Linked DNA regions of Mus musculus: region 1 is linked to region 2. Evidence: chromatin contacts called from public HiChIP or PLAC-seq data. All regions are on one chromosome and are shown on one strand. The core of a region is the stretch at or near the end of the contact, and the rest is flanking DNA. Distances in the headings are between cores, read along the strand shown.

Region 1 (6,088 bases), core at 1,117-3,616, 110 kb before region 2:
TTAAGGTGTTGATGATAATAACACAGAGTCACACTGAGTATTATATGAATTCAATTCATTAAGTACCTTTAACAGTACCTGGCAGAGTCAAAACCAAATAAATGCCCATTTTATTATCACTGTGGTTAAATGCCTCTACTAACTCTCACCTCTAATCCTATTGTCTTTTGTAACAACTTGCTTAAGATTTACTGTTTAGAAATCATGCATGCACACATACACAAGCATGAACACATGGAGGAGTGCAGGGGAAAGAGGAAGGGAAGGGGGAAGGGAGGGAGGGAAGGAGAAATACTTAGAGGCTTGGTGGGGAGAAAATTTATCACTTTAGAAATTGTTCCCAACGAAAGGGTCAGGGCCATTTCAAGAATCATCTGATTAAGTCTGCGAGCAGTAGGCACAGAAATCCCTCTGGACTTCAAAAATCAGATGGGCATCTAGTCAAGTCATTCCTGTAGGGGGAGCTTACAAATTTAAACTGACATAGCAAAAGGAACCAAGCAGTCCAGGAATTCCATCATCTAAAATGGTTGTTGGGGGCAGGGCAAATGCTTAAAAGCAGGACAAAATGCTTAATGGCTTCTTGATCTACTGAATATCTTTATTATCTGATCTGATTGCTCTGTCACTTCCTGAAGCTGCGTGCTAACAGGGCTGAGACTCTCATTCATGAGCAGTGCATCTCCTGCTTCCTAGAGCTTATACCAGGGTGGATGAGAAGTATTCGTGTCCTCTAGAACAGAAGGAGAACCAAGGGGAAGTCCAAAAGGTGCTGGCTGTTGGACTCTGGAAAGCCAGTGGCCTGCTCCAGCCTCTGGCCATACAACAGCTTCATTGTATGAGGACAAAAAAACTTAACTGAGGCTTGCCTGCAAGCATATTTGAACTTGGACCTCTGGAGCAAGGGCTGGCAGCCAGTTTCCATGCCCAGACACGCCCCCTCCTCTCCTTCATTCTCTTCTCCATCTTTGCAAGAGCATTTAGTTCCATTTAAGTCCGGGAGACCTGGCAAAAACAACACTTGAAACGCCACTTCCATTTATGGCAATGGGATCCTCTATGCCAAGGAGACACAGCTTGTCAGCTCCCGAGTTCTTTAGACTCCGTGCTTCGAGCATCTGTCTTCTTTGCTTACACCAGCAAAAGGGCTAGACTTTTTTTTTTTTTTTGTCTTGTATATCTGCTTATTTATTTATTTTTTTAGGAGAATGACTTATCAGCAAAGGAACAGCATTCCAGATTCCTAAGACTACAGTGATCTTAGCCAGGCACACTGAGGTGAGGATACCAAAGCAGCATCTAAGAAGGTAGTCCCCCACTCTACCCCAGCCCCCAGCCCCAGATAAGCCATACTCTTGTCCTCCCTTTTTACTAGGTGTTAGCTTTATTAACATTTGCTATTCCGTGAATGCAACTAAGTCCTGAACTCAGGAAAGAAGAACGTTTTTTATCCTGCACAGTCGACAGAGGCTGGTTAATCTCTTGGTCTTTGAAGCCACGTCATCCCACACACCCTTCAGCCTGTCATTCCTTTTTGTCACTGGGGTCTGAATTCTTAGGGTGAGGTCATGTTTCAATTCTAACCTGTGGTTAGTTTTGGTGAGTTTGACACAAACCTCAACGTATCTGGGAAGAAAGAATTACAACTGAGGAACTGCCTCCATCACATTGGCTTGTGGGCATGTCTATGGGGGCATTTTCTCGATGAATGATTGATGTGGGAGGGCCCAGACCACTGTGGGTGGTGCCACTCCTGAGCAGGTGATCGTGGTTGTATAAGGAGTAGGCTCCTTACAGGATTCCTCTGTGGTGTCCCTGGGATTGAACTCAAGTCCTCAGGCTTGGCAGCAAGTACCTATACCTGCTGAGCCATCTAGTTAGGTCCTATTTTACCATAATTCTCCCCTTTCTCTCCCCTACCCCCGAACCCAATCTCTCTGACAAGCCCAAGATGGGGGGATTTGAACTCATGATTCTGCCTTGGCCATCAAGTGCTGGGATTACAGACATATAACATGACAGACACCAGTTCCACTCATTCTTGGTAAAGTTAAACTAATCCCTCTAGGTCTAGGATCAGGAGTCACCTACTCACTTTAAAAGTCTTATTATCCAATGTCGGGATAATATCGTCTCCTAACTCTGATCATTCACTTCCAGTCCAAGACTGATTGAAGGGCCGTAAGCATCTTTGCTTATCTGCTCTGCTTACCTGGATTCTCAGCGTTTTGAGCACGAGGATCATACTTTGCTCACCAGTGTTAATGTTAGCACATTAACCTAATACAGAGCTCTCCACATGTGCTTGATGAAGTCTAGCTGAGCACCTGAAGGCAAGCTGACACCCAGGCATCCTCCGGTGATGCGGGCTGCTATGTCAGCAGCAATTATGACACAGGTGCTTGTCTGTGATCAATTATGATCACAGAGCAGGCTTTTAAAGGGGAAACTTCTCTCTGGGAGAAATCAAAGCCATGTTTGCCAAAAAGTCCATGTAGCACCGTGAAGCCTCTTACAGCAAACTGTCAGAGAACTCTAGGCCTTTTGTGATGACTTGGAAAATTTTAGAAAGAAGGCAATTTAAACTTACAGTGTCTAAAAGAGCAATTTCAAGAAAATCAGTTTTATTTCACCACAACTAAGGAAGACATGTCTGATTTGGAATTCACAAATCTTAATAATAATAATTTTTTTAAAAACTGGCATAATAAGGGATACGAGCCACGTGGGGTCCATGACAACCAGGGTGAAAATAGGAGTGATCTTTATGACTTATTCAAGGTAATTCCTCTAACCACATACCCTTACTACTATTAAAGTCTTATCATTTTCTTTAAATGCCTGAATATTAAAGTGTTCTTAAATTCTTTAATTTAAAAAGAAACCTTCAGACAACTTCTTTGTTAGTTCATGTGACATTTCCACAATTAAAAAAAAAAAGAATGACTGGAGCCAAAAATTAAGCATGCCTGGTTGATACTGCTAATTAAAAATTCACTTCTTGGGCTGGGGATGCAGCTCCATTGGTAGAGTGCCTAGCATGCATGGAGCACTGGATTTGATCTTAGTACCGCATGCACTACATGTAGTAATACAGCCTATGATTGCAATGCTTAGGAGGTAGAAGAAGGAAGAACAAAAGTTCAAGGTCATCCTTCGTGGGACAGTGGACCATGCTAGGAAGCTTGGTAAGACAGAGCAGGTCTGAGAGTCTAGCACTTGGGTACACACCAGAGATGGTAGGCACCTCCCTGCTCCCTGCCAGATTCCTACCCTGGAACACGTGCCCACACTCCCCATGCTGGTCAAGTAGCCCAAAACAGAGTTCACCGTGCTAATGAGATACCTTGAGGCCCCGAGGGTTTAGCCAATAAGCTCTCCTTCCTGGACATTCCTCCTGCAAAAGAAACTTAATCTCTGGCCCACCTTGAGAAGTTGATACACATCCATCTCCCATGATGAACAGTCAATACATAGTATGGATAAACATGGACTGTCTCTTCCATTGAAACCATAGGAGCAGGAGCATGGAGAAGGCCTTCACCTACAGAGCTGCAGCCTAAGTCTCCCGTAGAAGGCCTCTCTGTGCTTCCAGACAACCATTGCTACCTTCACTGATGAGCTAAACCTGAGTCGCCCATTTCCCCTGCCTAGGTTCATCATCGAATTCATCCTCAGCACACGGGCCTCCATGCCCTCATCTTGGGGCCATGGACTCCCATCCTTCGTTTCTGACTCTTCTGTGCAACACCCCAGTGCTGACTGGGTGCCCAAGAGTCAGGGAACCCCAACTTTGGCCCCCTCCATCTTAGACTATGTCTTCCCACCCCCTGAGCAGTGTTTGGATGCTTCCCTAAAGCTCAGCACTGGATAGTGGTGACACAGGGAGACAGTTAAACACTCCCCACATGTTGCCTCCTCAGCAGCTGTGCCCAACACCTCAACTCCAACAGTGGGTGAATCACGGACCCACAATCCTTGGCTAAAGAGAACATTGAAGGTCATCATGAGATTCATAACTCTCCTGTCCTTTTCATATATATATGTATATGTATATGTATATGTATATGTATATGTATATGTATATGTATATGTATATGATGTATATGTGTATGTGTATGTGTATGTGTATGTGTATGTGTATGTGTATGTATATGTATATGTATATGTATATCTATGTATACACACACATGTATATATATATATGTATATATATATATATGCATGCACTTTTTGCCTTTAAATATATCCAAGAACTCTTGTCTAGAATACATAGACTTGAGGTCAGTCCTCAGCTGAAAACCAACCCCCACCCCAACCCCCCACAGGCCTACCATGTGTACAGATGATACAACTTCGCTGAAAAACATAATCATTCTTGCTCTCATTCACCATATGTGGGAGGGGGTGGTGGCCTGGCAAAGTCATCACGAATGGCCTGTGTGCCTTTGGAAGCTTTGGTATTACCACCTTCTTTCCATACACCCCTTGTTAGTCTGTGACTGATAGATCCCAGTAGGGTCTGAGGAAATTTCCTCATAAGCATGTCTCTCTTTCATCCTGGCTGCTGAGCCAACCTACTCCCCTCATCTTTGGGCTAGACACTTGCCACCACACAATATGTCCTACATGTATGTTTTTCTCCTTGGATGCCCCGGGAACCAAGCCCATTGGGTCTGCATCGGTTTTAAGGCCATTTCATCTGTGTGACAACCACAGTATCTACAGTCTCAAGAAATTAGAATTGTCCAAAACCATGTCTCCAATCTAAATGCCCTGGAGAATGAAAAGGTCGTCAGGGCCCCTGGCATTCCTCCAGGAAAAGGCTACTGAGCTACAGAAGAATTGGACTGTTGCCCAGTGGCCTTTCGAGGGCCTTGAACTTTACATAGGTTTTTCTGAATACAAGTTCTGTGTGGTGACCTGACAAGAAGGGAACTTTCCAAGCCAGCTCTGTAGAAGTCAGCTGACAGTGCTGTTCTGTAGCAAGTGTTCATACATTCTGAGTCCCAATGTGCCTGGCCCCCCAGAGCACCATGGGGCCTCTCCCACTGTTCTTCCTTTTGCCCATAGCAGTGATATCTACACCCAGTGGCAGGCCTCTGCCTGGGTGACTCCAACATCTTTTAGTTCTGTTGAGTTTAACAGAATTTATTTGTGTAACATCAATTGTGTTTATACACGGGGTGGGGGGGGGAGGCGCAGGGGCAGGGGGAGGGACATGAAAACCCAGCTCCTGCCTTTGAAGAGCTACTGAAGATTACCACATAATATTTATTATCCACACAGCACAGGGTGGGGGCTACAGAAATGAGAAGACACGATCTTTTCAGAAACTAAGGCTGCTGGGAGAAAATGACACGTAACCTAACTCCTACTGGAAGAGCCAAGGAGACTGTGAGGCCTGGAAAACGATGGGAAGTAGTCCCAGCAGTGAGAACAGGGGCAAAGGCCCAGGGAGGTGTGGAGAGGTAGCCGGGATACTATCCTGACAGAAGTGGTCAGGCATTAGTGGAGAAGTTAGAGAGCAAAGGTCAGGAAGAGAAAAGAAAGGGGTATATCAGGGAAGAAGAACACTGCAGAAGTTAGATATGGAGAACCTGAATTACCTGAAAGGGGGTGGAGATTAATCTGGTACAAAGTAGGGACTTGGCAAAAAAAAAAAAAAAAAAAAAAGCCATGATTTGGTAACATAGGGAGTCATTTGGCTAGCTTCCTATTAAATGTGTCTTTTAGTAGTTTGTTACCAATAAAATTAATATTCACTTAATTTTCAAAAGCTAGAAACACAACCCCATATAAATGGTAACCCTGATAGTCAAAATAGTCCGTGAAAGGGAAAGAAACTTTCAGGTTTCGCAGTTCCTGATTGTCAGATGTTGCTGCAAAGCCGTAGCCATCTGAACAGTGAGGTACTGGCATCAAGACAGACCTACGGACTGATGGGGATACAAGGGAGAGGCCAGAAACAAACCATCATGTACATGGCCAAATTATTTTCAATGACGGCACCAAGGACATTGAAAGGAAGCAGGGGGGACAATTTCCAACGACCTTAGAACACTGAGTAATCTCAGCAAAGGTTAAT
Region 2 (6,268 bases), core at 2,048-4,547:
CCAATTAAAAAGTGACTAGGAATCTAAATAGGATTTTTCAATAGAAGAAATATAGTTAAGAAATACCACAAAAAGAAATAACTTCATGGGGGCTGGAGAGATGGCTCAGTGGTTAAGAGCACTGACTGAAGGTCCTGAGTTCAAATCCCAGCAACCACATGGTGGCTCACAGCCATCTGTAATGAGATCTGACACCCTCTTCTGATGTGTCTGGAGACAGCTACAGTATACTTAGATATAATAATAAATTAATTAATCTTTAAAGAAAAAAAGACATAACTTCATTATCCTTAGCAGTTAGGGAAATGCAAATCAACAGATTTGAGATGTCATCTTATCCCACTCAGAATGACTAGCTAGATCAGCAGAACAACTGACAGCAAGTGCTGGGGAGGCTGTGGGGAAAGGGAAAGCCTCACTCCCTGTTGGTGGGTGTGCAGATTGATACGGCCACTCTGGAAGTCAGCGTGGGGAATCCTTAAGAAGCTAAAAATAATCTACCATGTGACCCAGCTATACCACTCTCTGGCAGATACCCAAAGAACTGGACACCCTACTCCAGAGCTACTTGCTCAGCAGTGTTCATTGTTGCCCTATTCAGAATAACTAGGAAATGGAAACAACATAAATGTCCCTCAGTAGATGAATTTATAATAAAAACATGTGGTACATCTACACAGTAGAATACTATTTAGCTGTAAGGAAAAATGGAATCATGAAATTTGTAGGTAAGTGGATAGACCTAGGAAAAATTACATTGAGTGAAGTAACCCAGACCTGGAAAGAAAAAACAAAACAAAACACTACATGTTCTTTCTCATCTATAGTTCTTAGCTCCAAATCCAAATATAGAACATGGAATAACCACAGAAACCAGGAAAGTAGAGAGAGACCATGGCAGGAGTGCCTGGCAGAATAGCAGGATACAAGTGATATGAAACAGGAAACAAAAATGGAAGGGGGGGTCTAAAGACTGAACTCTCTTGGTGGCAATCTTAGAGGTCCTGTTGGTGTGTGTGTGTGTGCTTGAAACATAAAAGTTTTGAATTTTGATGTCCAGTTTTTTTTTCCCTTTTAGTGGTTGTGTTTCAAGTGTCATGCCTCCAAAGTTATTGCTAACCCGTGTCATGCAGTTTCTATCTGTGTTTTCTTCCATGGAACTTTACTTAAGCTATATCGTTTAGAGTGTGAGCCCCATTTGGTCAGTTTTAATATACAAAATGGGATCATTCGTTTTTTACATGTACATCTGGTTTCCTGGCACTGTTTATTGAAAAATTGTCCTTTCCTGACTGTCTCCTGTAAAACATAATTTGGCTGTGTTTGTGAAGATTTATTTCTGAGGTCCCTATTTTCTACAATTCCTCTATATATTCATTTCTACACTGTTAAGAACATGAGGTTCTTAATAGATGTGGGGGTGCCTGCCTCTAGTCTCAGCACTTGGGAGGCACTGAGGCTGAAAGATGGCTTCTAGTCTACATAGTGAGTTTCATTCCAGCCAGAGATACATAAAAAGACCCTGCCTCGTATACTCATATAACAGCAAAATACTAACTTCTCCTTTAATTTCTTTTTTAAAACTTGGAATAGTAGAAATATATTGTTTCCAAATATTTGGAGATTCTCATATCTTTGCTACTGATTCTAAATTTGATTCTATCAGTTAGGATATATTTTGCTCCATGCAGTTAATTTTTTTATTATATATATTAAGTACGCAGCTTAATATTATACATATTAAGTACACAGTTTCTTAAAAGACTAAAGATCATAATGTCTAGAACTGAGAAAATAAGTAAATAAAGTTATATAAAAGAACAAACATAAAGACTTGTTATATATTCAGAAAACTGACTTTTTTAAAGTTCACTTATTTAAAAATATTGATACAGGATGTAAGCCATTAACTATTGCTTCACTGCCTTAAAGAACAATTTTATTAGTGCTGCTTATGTGGAGAGACGAAAACTACTCATGTGACTATCATGTCTTAGTGACACAATTCAATGGGGGCATTTTTATATTATGGAAAAGATAACAAGTTTAAGTATTGATCATTTTAGAAATACTGCCTAAACATTTAAATATACATTCCTTCCCCAATCTATTCTAATACAGTTTATGGACTATTAAGTCAAGCTTCAGAAGTTAAACTTTTAGCATTGATATAGTCAAGCTGTAAAAGGAACTGAGACTGGATTCTGACAGTTTTTCTTTCTTACATAGAGCACTATCTATTAGAAATGAGGATGTTAACTATTCCACACTGGAATCAGTTTCAAAGATGAGGCCAGGAAACCATGAAATGGATTGAAAAGGGATGAAAAGTGATGGGGAAGAGGAGCAGGCTCACCACAGCAGAGCATAGCAATTTCGTGGAAAACAAAAGGCATTTTGTATGGATTAAATTCCCTTACATTTATTGAGACTTGTATTTATAGTATAGAGTATTTACTCTGTTGGTAAATTTTTATATCCCCTGAAAAACAATATATATTCTATTGTTGTTGGTGGAATATTCTCTGAGTGTGGGTCAACCCTGTCCTTACTGGCTTTGCCTATTAGATCTGTCAGTTACTGACAGGTGCTATCATCTGTCAGTACAGTACTATTATTATAAGCAAATGTGAGAGATTTGTTTCTGTTCTCCTTGTTTATACATTTTGGTATGTTGTGTATTCATTTCCAGCAAATGTTATTTGTTAGATCAGCAAAAGGAAAAGTGAAGTTTATGGTTTAAACCATTGTCATTTCTAAAGAATCTCACAGTTCTTGCAAGGTAGGCCTGTTGATGACAAATCTGTTCAGTTGTTGTTTGTAGAAGTCTTTTCTCCCTCATTTTGAAGGATAATTGACCTAGATACACAATTATATTGCGGCAGATTTTGTCTGAATGATTTAAACATTTTGCTTTATATCCTTTTTTGTGGTTGGAAGAAAATTCTGATGTAATTCTTATCTTAGCTCCTCCTCCCTCTGGCTCTTTTGGCCATTTTACTCTTTGTTTTATTTTCTTGCTGTCTGAGTATCTGCCCAAGTAGATGTTTTTATGTTCACTCTACTTGGTGTCCTCTGCATTTTCTGAGTTTGTGGTTTAATGTTTTTCTTGTTTGTTTATTTTTTAGCAGTCTCCCCCTCTTCCCAGATCCTCTGCTTGGCTTCATCTTCAACTTGGAAACTAATTCTTGCCACCTCCACTGCAGCTGCTTTGGTCCATGCTGTCTTGGGTGCTTGCGGTTGTCTTCATTCTTCTTCCTGCCTTTGCCCTTTATCTATTTCATAGCTAGAGGAAGCTTGACAGCCTCTCTGCTCAGTCATCCAGTGGCTTCCTGTCTCATGCCAGCTAACAGCCAAAGTCTTTGCCATGGCCTGAAAGGCTGGATTTAGCTCCGTTTAGGATCTTCTAGTAATTAATCCCTATTGCTTGCCAGTCTTAGGGCCCTCTTTTTCTTATGGAAGTTGCCAGTCTTCTGGAGGCTTTGCCACCTTGCTCTTTTGCACACCTCTGTTCTTTAATTTCCTCTGGCCCCCACACACTCAAATACTGCTTTTGAAAACATAAACCACATCGTCCATGAGCTCCTTTCCCCATTTTGCTGCGTCATTATTCTCTGAAGTGTTTGTTTGTTTGTTTGTGTTACTGGGAATTCAAACCAGGCCCCATCTCCTCACTAAAGCATTTTACCTGCAGAGGAAATCTCTGGCAGAGGAGAATATGGTACACTGAAGAAAATGAATGAAAGCCAATTATGCTGGACTGTTGAGAACAGAGGGGGCACATTGTAAGATAAATCTAGGGAGGGATTTAGAGTTCAAATTATAATGTTCCCTCTTAGGCCTTAAGCATTTCTATCTTTATATTTAAAGGTAATGGTGGTCACTAATAAATCATATTACTCACTTGGAGGGTTATAAGGAAGTAGTTACTAAAGTGACTGATTTGTCATGTTATGAAAATCATCCCAGCTACTTTGTAAAGAATAGAGTGGAGGGGGTATATTACTTACTTTTTGGGGTTTTGTTTGTTTGTTTGTTTGTTTGTTTTCTGTGATAAAACACTGTGACGAAAGCAACTTATAAAAGAAAGTGTTTAATTGGTTGGGCTTACAGTTTCGGAGGGTTGGGGTCCACCATGACAGAGCCCTGTGGTAGCAAGCAGCAGGCACGTTAGCTAGTGCAGCAGTGAGAGCTCACATCTCAAACAGAAAGAATGAGTGCACTAGGAATAATGAGAGGTTTTGGAAGCCTCAAATTTTGACCCTGTAACATACTTGCCTCAAACAGGGCTACACCTAATCCTTCTCAAACTGGATTTACCAACTGGGTACCCTGTATTCAAATATATGAGCCTACACTGGCCATTCTAATTAAAATCACCACAGGGAAAAGACTGAGTTTGCTGCAATCAGATGACAGTTGGTTCCAGTGATTTAGGTGTCAGTTTTTGGTAGGTTGTTGATGACCATTTAAAAAAGAATGGTTGGAGCAGTAAACCTTCAATGAAATATATTTATAAATATCCTTAATTAGCAATTTTTATCTCCTAATTTTTATCTCATCAGAATGAGCTTTCTAATTTTATACAATCTTTTGATTCTATTTTGAGAAAATAGAATGTCTGATGTAATGTAGATCTTTAATACACATCCTAGAAAGCCCTGTGTCCTTTTGTATGTTTCTTAACATATAGCACAAAATCAAGCATCTCTATTATTTAACTTTCATTTACATTAGAGCTAGACTTGGTTTTGTTTTCACCCTTTATTTTGGAGTATAAGGCAACATTATAGTTTCAGATTGTTAAATAAACCATATGTAATAAAGTGTTGACAGGAAATATGACCTGAGTTCTGGAAGAGTGGCTGTTCTCCATTTGAGTGTATAGGAAAGAGAACAGGTGTGAGGTCATCTCCAAAGGAGAAGAGAACACATACTCAGTGGCTGCGACTCACTGGGGGCAGGGGGGCAAGGAGGCTGGGAAGTGTTGCTCTTCCCACACTACCTTGTGCTACCCCTAGAAACCTACCTGTGCTTTTATACAAGTCTGCTCTGTTTCTAATTGCTACCGTGTTGGGGTCAACTTTTGTACTACATGTTTTCTCAACACTACCACTAAATGCACAGTCAAAGATAATCAGAGAACCTAGAGTGTAAAGTGCCTCTTGCCTAATTAATTGTTATACTCATTTTGCATAAACCAGGCCTGTTTTGGGGTTTCTTTACCTCCAAAGTGAAGACCATTCATTTTCTCCAATGTAGCCCTTCCCTACAGCTAACCTCCAATGGAAAAGAATCCAAATCTGCTTTGGGTTTTATCAATTCCAGTTGGCAAAATAAACTTTTCAATGAGACAATGCCTGCAGGCAATGTGTTGTGTTGTTTTGTTTCAGCTTCAAAAAAGCTGACTAACTTTGTCCCCTGGTTTTGTTGTGGCAGCAAAGTGCCTTCGACTTCCCAGCATCACCTCAGGCTAGGGCCACTTCAATTGTAGACCAATTCTGTACCTTTCAATCTAAGGTTAAGAATCAGTATGTATCCTCCAGCTGCCTTGTAATTTAGGGTTCCTACATTGATAGGGTTGGTGAACGTTGTGTGTATATTATCTTATTTGTTGTTCACACCAGTGTTTTTGAACTGGTAAAGATTAACCAATATCTCATTTTCCAGCCCCATTTTCATTCGATTCTAAAGGCTTCCTAGGTTATTGAACTGGGAACTCAGTGGGAAAGATGGACATTAGTGTTCAATAAAATCTCGCTTTGAATCCAGCCTTAATTATTTCATGCAGTATTTATTGAATATCAACCATTCCCAAGTACTGTTTGAGGTACTAGGATGGCGTCTTTCTTTATAATATTAGGGAAGATATATTAACCTTGAAGCTGCTAAAAATTAAAATATATTATTAGTAGGCAGCTTGAAAAAAATTGTTTCCTTCCCTTCCTGTGGTCTTCCTCCAGTTTATTCCCTGCTGACACCCCCCTCCCCCCCATTCCATTCTACGTGGTGCTTACAGGGCTCTTTCCTGCTTTGTAATACAGATGTTCTAGGTTCTTAGGATATTATAGGAGACCACAGTAACCTGATGCCTGCTAAATCCATCCTTTGTGGGACTGGAGAAATAGCTAAATTGCCAGTTGTGCTTGCTGCTCTTGTAGAGAACCAGAGTTCAGTTCCCAGCACCTACATCAGATGACTTAAAACTACCTGTAACTCTAGCTCCAGGGGATTCAACACTCTCTTCTGGCTTCTGTGGTTATTAGCA

Evidence for each region. HiChIP or PLAC-seq counts read pairs in DNA pulled down with a chosen protein or histone mark.
Region 1: a BATF HiChIP or PLAC-seq map of CD8 T cells shows a contact between it and region 2, with 6 read pairs. The contact joins the promoter of Tmigd3 here to the enhancer-like site in region 2. A contact is called at or near these places in 3 of 39 promoter capture datasets (the HPC-7 cell line, cranial neural crest and hippocampal neurons), 6 of 484 Hi-C or Micro-C datasets (bone marrow-derived macrophages, brain, group 2 innate lymphoid cells and 2 more), 3 of 115 datasets of contacts at active chromatin or transcription factors (CD8 T cells, heart atrium and microglia) and 3 of 9 other capture datasets (adipose tissue, liver and pancreatic islet).

Annotation. Positions count from the first base shown.
Region 1 is chr3:105,867,136-105,873,223 of GRCm38.p6, reverse strand. It overlaps Tmigd3 (transmembrane and immunoglobulin domain containing 3), which reads right to left and starts at 2,366. Exons shown (of 7, transcript NM_027025.4): 1 at 2,213-2,366.
Region 2 is chr3:105,760,665-105,766,932 of GRCm38.p6, reverse strand. All of the region lies in intron 1 of Rap1a (RAS-related protein 1a), which reads left to right. Among named protein-coding and RNA genes, the nearest start is that of Rap1a, 38 kb to the left of the region's middle. Within about 2 kb of position 3,297, at least 80 of the 459 cell types and tissues checked have an H3K27ac peak or open chromatin away from gene starts, as enhancers often do. A contact at or near this core is called in CD8 T cells, the HPC-7 cell line, bone marrow-derived macrophages and 2 more, where this site is marked.